Regions from separate parts of the Sus scrofa genome. Here all the other regions are linked to region 2. Evidence: chromatin contacts called from public Hi-C and HiChIP or PLAC-seq data. All regions are on one chromosome and are shown on one strand. The core of a region is the stretch at or near the end of the contact, and the rest is flanking DNA. Distances in the headings are between cores, read along the strand shown. Region 1 has its middle 36 kb from the start of SMIM3. Region 2 holds the start of NDST1 (bifunctional heparan sulfate N-deacetylase/N-sulfotransferase 1). Region 3 holds the start of SMIM3 (small integral membrane protein 3).

Region 1 (2,707 bases), core at 68-2,567, 350 kb after region 2:
ATAACATTCTGGAAACCAAGGAGACAAAAAAAAAATTTGTGTTGTCAGGGCCGGGTTTCAGGGATAGGATGCATAGACAGAGCACAGAGGATTTTTAGGGCAGTGAAAACGCTTCTATGACACTACAATGATGGGTGAACGTCACACGTTTGCTCAAACTCACAGAAAGAACAAACCAAGAGGGAACAGTAACGTCAACTATGCACCTGGGGCGACCACGATGTTCCATGTCGGCTCCTCAATCGCAACAACCGTGTCCCTCTGATGGGACATGTTGTTAACGGGGGGCTATGCGTGTGTGGGTGGGGGGGTCTGCGCGAGATTGCTCTACCTTCTCTTCGTTTGGCTTCAAACATATAACTACCTTAAAAAAATAAAGTCTCACCACCCCCCCCCCAACCCAAACCACAGCTCTGGTCCTCGTTTACATTGTCATGGTCTTGAGTCGCTGAGCCTCGGCCGTCCCGCACACAGGCTCTCTGGCATCCTGCTTCCCGAGCCCGGGGGCCCCGCTGGCAGCATACTGACACCCTCGTTAGACTCCGCTGCTCACTTATGAGCCGAGCGTTACTGCACAGAAAGCACAAGCTTAGCTCTCCTTGCACAAACACAACTTGAGCACCTGCTGTGCGCCAGGCACTGTGCTGTCGACTTTTCACAAATTGTCTGATTTAATTCCCACCACCAGATGATCAGGCCGTAGGTTCTATTATTTTCCTAAATCAGAGCTGAAAAACCTGAAAGACAGTGTTTAAGTTCGTTCAAGCAAGGAGAATCAGCGCCGGGGTTCCGCAGGCCTACGCTCTGTGCCCCAGCTACACGGGTGCCTGAAAATGTGGGAATAACAGCAAAATACAGAGAGGAAACTAAAGCAATAAAAAGAGAAGAGCAGAAAACTGGAGCTTTTTCCACCTGGAAAAAATATTAAACATGATTCACCTTATTTCAGGACTAGCTACCTTTAAATATTTCCGGCTTCTGGAAGGGAGAGCAGACGTGCTCTAGGTGGAGACCAGAGCTGATGGCGGCGGTCGCGTCCCTGGAGGTTTACTTGCCGTTTAAAGACGCGCAGAGGCCCCGGCATCTCAGTGGGCAGCTTTGGCGGGAGGTGGCCTCGTGGGCCAGGCTCACCGGAGTGTGCAGGGTGCCAAACAGAATCACTGCCAGTCAGGCGTGCAAAGGACTGTGAGTCAGAACTAGGTGAGTGCCTGCTTCCCCTGTAGCTCTGTTTTGATTTCAGGACTCTAATACTACGACCTTGGCGAAGAAAGGTGTGAACTTCTCAAGTGACAGCGGGGAACCAATGGTCTCGGGCTCCATTTGAAAAAAAGTCACACCGCCATCTGGTGGTCACAACAATTATTATTATTTTATTCCGGCTCTGAGTGTCTGGAAAAAAATCGCTTCACGTCCCTTAGTAATTAAGCTATAAAACTTCCCTCAGACCTCTCCTCCAAAGGTTAATCCCCGAGAAAGGGCCTGGCGGTGCCTGGGTGGGGGCTGGGCACTGAGACCTCTGCTCCAGAGGTTGGTCCCCGGGCTGGGGGGCGGGGCGGAGCGGAAACTGCTTGGGAGGTCTAGAGACCATTTGACGGGGCGGAGACTGCCTGGGAGACTAGAAAACAAAGCTGTCACAGAGGAAGGGAACAATACTCTAGGAGCGGGGAAGTGGAAAGCCGCATCAGAGGGAACCTGGGAGAAGAGCCTGGTCTGTGCCAGTGCTGGGGACGGGAGAGAAGAAGGGAATAGAATACCCCCCCACGCCACAGCAAGCTTACAGGCCCGCTAGCTAGCAAAAAGCTGTGCTTCCCAGGGCATCCCCTCCCCCCACCCCCTTCACGCCCTACGCTCTCACGGACCTGGGGCTGCCTGCCATCCAGGAGGGCTGGCCTCAACAAGTGCCTGAAGCCTACCACCGCAGGGGCTGTCCCTGCACAGACCTGCTTGCCCTTTGGAGGGGCTACACTTCCGCAGAGCAGCACCAAACACTACCAGCCCCCGAGAAAAGGCCTGCAGCCCAGAAAAGCTAGAACAAGCTTAGCCAGTCTGTGAATAGATCGGCCTAATTCTCGGAGGATTTTTCTGAGTCGGGTTGCTCCGGGGAGGAGCCTCCTGGGTTTCCAACGGCCTTGCTACCCGCCCAAGCCCCCAGGGGATGCTCTAGTGGACCAGCTGCATAGGACTGCCAGCTCCAGGCAGGACCCCCTGCAGCCCAGAAAAGCTGCAACAAGCTTGGCCAGACTGTGAAAAGATCCGCCTACATTCTCAGGCTGTCCTTCTGAGTTGGGCTGCCCTAGGGAAGAGCCTCTTAGGTTGTCAGTGACCCAGATAGCTGCTCCAGCCCCCAGGGGGTGCTGCACTCCTGAGGAACAGCTGCCCAACACCGCCAACCCCCTGCAAGAACCCCACAGCCTAAAAACACCAGAGCAAGCTCTGCATGACCAAGTGAAATCTGCTACCATCGTGGTGTGGACCTCCCAGTCCTGTCTGCCCTCAGGAAGTCCTCCTTTGCTTCAAAGAAACACTGTTAGCCCCATCAACACTCCAGAAAAGCCACACTGCCTCAAAAAAGATTGACCAACAACGCCAGCCCTCAGGAAATATTCCACGGCAGTGACAAGGCAAACACTGCCCGATAACGGAGAGTACAACTCCCTCAGGAGACAGAAAACAACAAGCAAGATGAAGAAGCTGAGAAACCACCCCC
Region 2 (2,872 bases), core at 328-2,827:
GCGGGGTACGAAGTCCCCAAAGAGAAACCAAGCCGACTGAAATCAGGCGCACTGGCGCTCAAGCCCGCGAGCCACTCCCACTCACCGGTTCCCGCCCGTGGCCCGGAGCTTGATGTGGAGGGCAGTGATGCCCAGCTCCTTGCAGCGCTGGGCCACGTCCTGGGCAGCCAGCATAGCGGCGTACGGAGAGGACTCATCCCGGTCGGCCTTCACCTTCATCCCGCCCGTCACGCGACAGATGGTCTCCCTGGGGACAAAAGCACAGGGTCCTCTCTCACCCGCGAGGCTGCAGAGTGTCCGTCAGGCCCCAACAGACGCACCGCCGCTCGGGGCCGGCAGGCGTCCCCGCCGGGGACCGGAAAGCCGCGAGCTCTGCGGGGACAGGCTCCAGAGGCCTGAGACACGTGTGACCCGCCGCACCGGCCGCTCCAACCCCTGCACACGAGGACAGCCAGCCGAGACAGCGAGACCTGCCGCCGGGGTGACGCCAGGCCACCAGCGCCCCTGTAAGTGCCAGGACACCCCGAGGGTTTAGAGACCCCCCCCAGGCTGGGAAGCCGCTGAGGGACACACGTGCCTCCTCTTACACCCCGGGACCCGGAGGCCACACCTTCCTTGAGTGAACGCTCGCTCCAATTCTCACAAGAGACCCTCCACCTGCCGCCCAGCCCCGGGGTCCCTTCCCCCCCTTCTAACCCCAGGCCCTGCGAGCGGGGGCCTGGGCCTCTCCTGATACTCACTTGCCCGAGAGATCGGTGACATGGACGAAAGTGTCATTGAAAGACGCGAAGATGTGACACACGCCGAACACGTTTTCCCCTTCAGCCACCTGCGGGCCGAGGCTGATGACCTGCTCCTCCTTCTTCTCCTTCCCCTTGCGCGGTGCCATTTCTGCGGCAGAGGAACAGCCCCGGCTCCGGGAAGGAGCGCGGGCGCGCGCACTCGCTCGGCCGCCCCCCAGGCCGCGCGGCCTCCCCAGCGGCTGCGGCCCCTTCCCGGCTTCGACGCCGCCCTGCAGCCGCCACGTGCAGCGCCCGCCCTGGCATCACTGATCCAGGAACCGCCCACGAAGGGGCCGCGTCCCCTGCCTTCCCGCCCCGAATCCGTCCCAAGACCCCACGGGACCCGTGCGGCAATTACCCCAACTTCCCAGACCGAAAACAAGCGGGAGACCCGAGGCTCGCTCCCGGGACGACGTTCCCGCTCCTCCCCGCCCCCCGCCGTGGCCCGGCGGAGGTGGCTGTGCCCCTGGGCCCGGCCCCGAGCGGACCCCGCGTTACAGGCGGTTCCGAGCCAAAACCTCCGCCTCCGAGACAGCGCCAACCAGAGTCTGCATCGACCCGCCGCGCGCCTCCCGCCCCGCACCTGGCTTGGCTTTCGCGGCAAAACCTCAGGCCCGCGCCCCGAATCTCGCTGGGCCCCCAGGCCGCAGGATGCCGCTCGATTGTCCCGGCCCAGGGAGCCTACCTGCGCGTCGCCTTCAGACTCCGCCACCGGAAAGAGAGAGTGGGAGGAGGCGGGGCGACGGGTCACGTCCGTATCCCCGGAAGTGAACGTCTGAGGTCACGGGGCGAGGCCGGCTGCTCCGGAAGACGCCGACTTTAGCGTTTCCGAGATGAAGACGCCCTCGAGAATACGGTTGATTCAGTGGGGCGCCTGAGGAGGTAAGGGGCTCGGTGTCCCAGCGAGCGCGTCGGCTTCTAAAGCTGCACGAAGCAGCCGCACTGGGTGGGTGGAGCGGGCCTGCGTCCGGGATGGCGGAGGCCGCAGCTAGACGAACGTCCGGCGCCCCGTCCCCGGCCCGGCCAGCCCGGAGGCGACAGCGCACCGCGTGGCGCGGAGGCGAACAGCAGCAGCGGTGAAAGTCTCATCCGCTGTGTTCTGGGCAAAATAGGAGTAAATTATTCAGTACTTGTCGTTATGTACGAGGCCGGGATAAGCGACCGATAGCCATTGATCCATTTAATCCTTACCACATTATCAAAGACGTCGTTTTGATTTTTCTTTTAGTATTATTATTCATGGCACCTGTGGCATGTGGAAATTCCTGGGCTGGGGTCACGTCAGAGGTGCAGTTGCCACCCTATGCCACAGCAACACCAGATCCAACCCACATTCCGTGACCTACTCCGCAGCTTGCAGCTACGCTGGGTCCTTAACCCACTGAGCAAGATCAGGGATCGAATCCCGGCATCCCATGGATACTAGTCAGGAGTCAGGTTCTTAAGCTGCTCAACCGCAATGGGAACTCCTTTCTTTTTTCTTTCTTTTTTTTTTTTTTTTTTTTTTTTTTTTGGAACTCCTGATTTCTCTTTTAAAGAAAGGGATTTCAGGGGGTTCCCGTTATGGCTCAGCAGACCTGACTAGCATCCATGAGGATGTGGGTTCAATCCCTGGCCTTGCTCAGTGGGTTGAGGATCCGGCATCACTTGCAAGCTGTAGTAGGTCTCTGATGTGGCTCAAATCTGGTGTTGCTGTGGCTGTGGTGTAGGATGGCAGCTGTAGCTCTGATTCGACCCCTAGCTTGGGAAACTCCTGTTCTGCCCATGCAGCCCTAAAAAGACTACCCCCCCCCAAAAGGAAAGGGATTTCAGGATTTCCCTTGTGGTGCATTGGGTTAAGGACTCATCACTGTCACTGCAGGGGTAAACGAGTTCAGTTCCCTGACTTGGGAACTTCTGCATGCTGCAAGTGTGGCCAAAAAAAAAAAAAAAGTGGGTAGCAAAAAGTAAAAGTCATCTCTAAGTTCTTTTTTCTGTCGTCAAATTGGAGCATCGTTGCAGAGGTAACTATCTATACTTAATATATTCCTGTGTTTTCAGCGTGTGATATACCGTCTTACGTAAATGAGGTGATATTCTCTCCAACGTCA
Region 3 (2,802 bases), core at 196-2,695, 310 kb after region 2:
TGGCATACTTGTAATGGAGGAGCAAGAAAGTGAACTGTGAATTGTGCCCTGATTTTTTTTTTTTTTTTTTTTCCCTTTCTTGGGCCGCTCCCTCGGCATATGGAGGTTCCCAGGCTGGGGTCGAATTGGAGCTGTAGCCGAGAGCCACAGCAACTCAGGATCCAAGCCGCGTCTGCAACCTACACCACAGCTCACGGCAACGATGGATCCTTAACCCACTGAGCAAGGCCAGGGATCGAACCCACAACCTCATGGTTCCTTGTCGGATTCGTTAACCACTGAGCCACGACGGGAACTCCTTGTGCCCTGATTTTTGTTCTAACAAAAGCTTGTCGCTGAAATTGGCTATTTGCCTCCTCCTGATGCCCGACAGCATCCGCTATTCTTCCTGCCCAAAGCCCTCTTGGCCAAGTCAGCCCAGCTGGGACACCAGACCTGAGTGGGACCTCTCCCACAGGCTATTCAAATTTCCTCTTCGGCCTTGCTTTTGGGGTGCCAGGGCAAGCTGGTGCTAAAGAGAGACAGAGAGCCTCTCAGTGGGAAAGCCAGCTGGCTCCACCCAGGGCCTCGGCGATCCTGCCGAAGGAAGCCAGTGTTCACAGGACGCGTGGCGTTGATGTGATGCATTTGTAAACTGTAAAATGATTACACCACACGGAGAGGTAGGCCTGGGTCTTACTGTACCTGCCTGGTGGGCAAAGGAAAAACCGAGGCACGAATGGTCTCCCCAAGGCTACACTGACCCTCAGGGCCACGCTCCTATATTTCTGAGTAGTTGAAAGAACACTGGGCCATTGAATACATTTTGCAGGGGCCAAGACGGGGCCAGGAGTGGTGGGTCACAGAGGTGCGCAGGGGACTGCAGAGCAGGCACTGATCTGTGGAAACCTGGCTGGGGACTAGCAGGGCCTGGGAGGCCTCTCCCAGGCGGGCCTCCAATGGGCCTTCGACTGGGTCCTTTCACCACCATCGCGAAACCAACGGGAGGCTTAGTAGAGGCGCGTTACAGCCAAGCAGCTGCAACTTCACGCGGGCCCTCAGGACAGGACGTGGAGGCGGGAGTCAGGGCCCTGGTCTGCAGAGAGGCGCGGCCAGCAAGGCCAAGCCTCTGGAGAAGCATCCTGGGCCCCGGGCACCCGGAGTCGGGCTCCTCCGTTTGAGCCTCCTTCCAAACCAAACTCCATCCTAACGAAAGACCGGACTCTCCCACGTGCAGGGCTGCCTCTGGGAAGCATCGCGGAGGGCACACTTTAGGTCACCTCTCTCGGTCTGCTAACACAGGAAGGTGGGGACCCTGAACTGGGGCAGGGGTGGCTCCAGGGTCACGGGGCGAGCGCGTGAGGACACGCCCGCCCGGGGATTCCAAGACTCGGTGTCTTCTTTCCGCCGGAGGCTCCTGCCCCCGCGGCCCGGGGGAGGGGGCGGGGAGGAGCCGAGCGGGGCTGGGCGGCCGGGCCGGCGTCCCGGTGGCGGTGCCTGGCGGCCGCGCCCTCCAGAGCCACCCGTGTGGAGCCGCGCGTCCCGGCCGCTGCGGGCACTCCCTCCCGCCTCCGGCCCCGGGGGCCCGGCACGTTCCGGGCCGCGATCTCCGGTTTGCCGGCCGTCCCGCCGCCGGACCCGTGCCATCCCGGACCCGAGGACGCGCTCCGGCCGCCGCCGTCTCCGCCCGCGGGAACTTTCCGCAGACCCGACACGAGCCCGCGGCGGTGCGGGCAGCGGGTGTTCAGAGCAGCCGTGCGGACCCGGGGTGAGTGGGGTCTTCGGGCGCCGCCGGCTTACGCGCTGCCGCTGCCCAGATTCCTCCCAGCTGCCCTGCCGTCATCCCCTCTCCTTCCTCCTTTCCCCGCCGCCAGCGCTTGGGCATCTCGCTCTTCTCCCTCTGGCCGCCCCTGGGCTCTGGGGGCCTCCGGCGCTCGGTCCCGGGCCGCGGGGAAGCCAGAGCTCGGAGGACGGGGCTTCTCGCCGCGTCCCTGCTCGCGCCGTCGGCCTCTGCCGCCCCTCCGCTCTCCAGGGCAGCGGTCAGGCCCGGGGCCGGGCCACCGCGCCCCGCCGCGCGGGAGCAGCGGGTTATCTGTCCAACTTGGCAAAGCCTCGCGGGGAAGACCGCCAGGAGCTGGAGTTGGGGGGTTGGGGGGTCCAGCCTGGTCTGTCACCAGCAGTTTCTCCAACTGTGAAGACAAACAACCTTTGCCTACACATCAAATGGAAAAAGGCATCTGCGCAGAGTAGCCCGGAGCCAGGCCGCCTTTCCAGGCTCCCTCCTCCTCCTTCTGAGGACTTGGAGGTTTCAAAGGCCAGTCCTCTTGCACCCCTCGCTCCCTCCACAAGCCCCTTCCGGTTAGAGGTTGTCCCTCACCCTTGCGCCTGGCTCCGCTTACTGAGCCCAAGAGGGAGCCGTTTGAACCATAAAAACCCCAACCCCGACGACTCTCGAGGTTGTTTTCGGATCGAGTGGCCAGGCTGGGTGGGCTCTTGTTCGCGCGGATCCCCTGGTTCCTTCCTGATTCTTTCTCGTCCTGGTGGCGCCTGGGGGCGCTTCAGTCTCCCGTTTGTTATATAGAGTCCCTTAGAGCTCTACGCTGCAGGGCTGAGAGCCCTCGGTCCCTCAGGCATGGCAGAGGCTCCCGGTCATCTGCTGGGATCCCTGGTCCCACACGGTAGGTAAGTGGGCTGCAGGCCTGAAGGAGGTGAGCGCCTGAATGGTGAGTTACCTTGAGGATTTCGCTAATGGATCCTGCCTTCCCTGCCAGCAAAATGAGGAGGTGGTGGTGGAACATTTGGGTGTCTGAGCTTGAGTGAGAA

What was found. Hi-C and Micro-C count contacts between places; a contact is called where the count stands out from the background. HiChIP or PLAC-seq counts read pairs in DNA pulled down with a chosen protein or histone mark.
Region 1: a contact with region 2 is called in a Hi-C map of subcutaneous adipose tissue, with 2.5 times the contacts expected there. The contact joins the enhancer-like site here to the promoter of NDST1 in region 2. A contact is called at or near these places in 1 of 5 promoter capture datasets (liver), 8 of 47 Hi-C or Micro-C datasets (alveolar macrophages, embryonic fibroblasts, heart right ventricle and 5 more) and 2 of 2 datasets of contacts at active chromatin or transcription factors (alveolar macrophages and skeletal muscle).
Region 3: a contact with region 2 is called in an H3K27ac HiChIP or PLAC-seq map of alveolar macrophages. The contact joins the promoter of SMIM3 here to the promoter of NDST1 in region 2. A contact is called at or near these places in 1 of 47 Hi-C or Micro-C datasets (embryonic fibroblasts) and 1 of 2 datasets of contacts at active chromatin or transcription factors (alveolar macrophages).

What each region holds. Positions count from the first base shown.
Region 1 is chr2:151,782,509-151,785,215 of Sscrofa11.1, forward strand. No RefSeq gene overlaps it. Among named protein-coding and RNA genes, the nearest start is that of SMIM3, 36 kb to the left of the region's middle. Within about 2 kb of position 1,318, at least 23 of the 83 cell types and tissues checked have an H3K27ac peak or open chromatin away from gene starts, as enhancers often do. A contact at or near this core is called in liver, retroperitoneal adipose tissue, skeletal muscle and 1 more, where this site is marked.
Region 2 is chr2:151,432,348-151,435,219 of Sscrofa11.1, forward strand. NDST1 (bifunctional heparan sulfate N-deacetylase/N-sulfotransferase 1) reads left to right here and starts at 1,578. Exons shown (of 15, transcript XM_021085025.1): 1 at 1,578-1,664. RPS14 (40S ribosomal protein S14) reads right to left here and starts at 1,604. Exons shown (of 5, transcript XM_021085027.1): 1 at 1,468-1,604; 2 at 741-891; 3 at 86-247. The coding sequence starts at 889.
Region 3 is chr2:151,746,305-151,749,106 of Sscrofa11.1, forward strand. It overlaps SMIM3 (small integral membrane protein 3), which reads left to right and starts at 1,446. Exons shown (of 2, transcript XM_021085035.1): 1 at 1,446-1,747. It overlaps LOC110259674, which reads left to right. Exons shown (of 2, transcript XM_021085170.1): 2 at 1,282-2,802. The coding sequence ends at 2,560.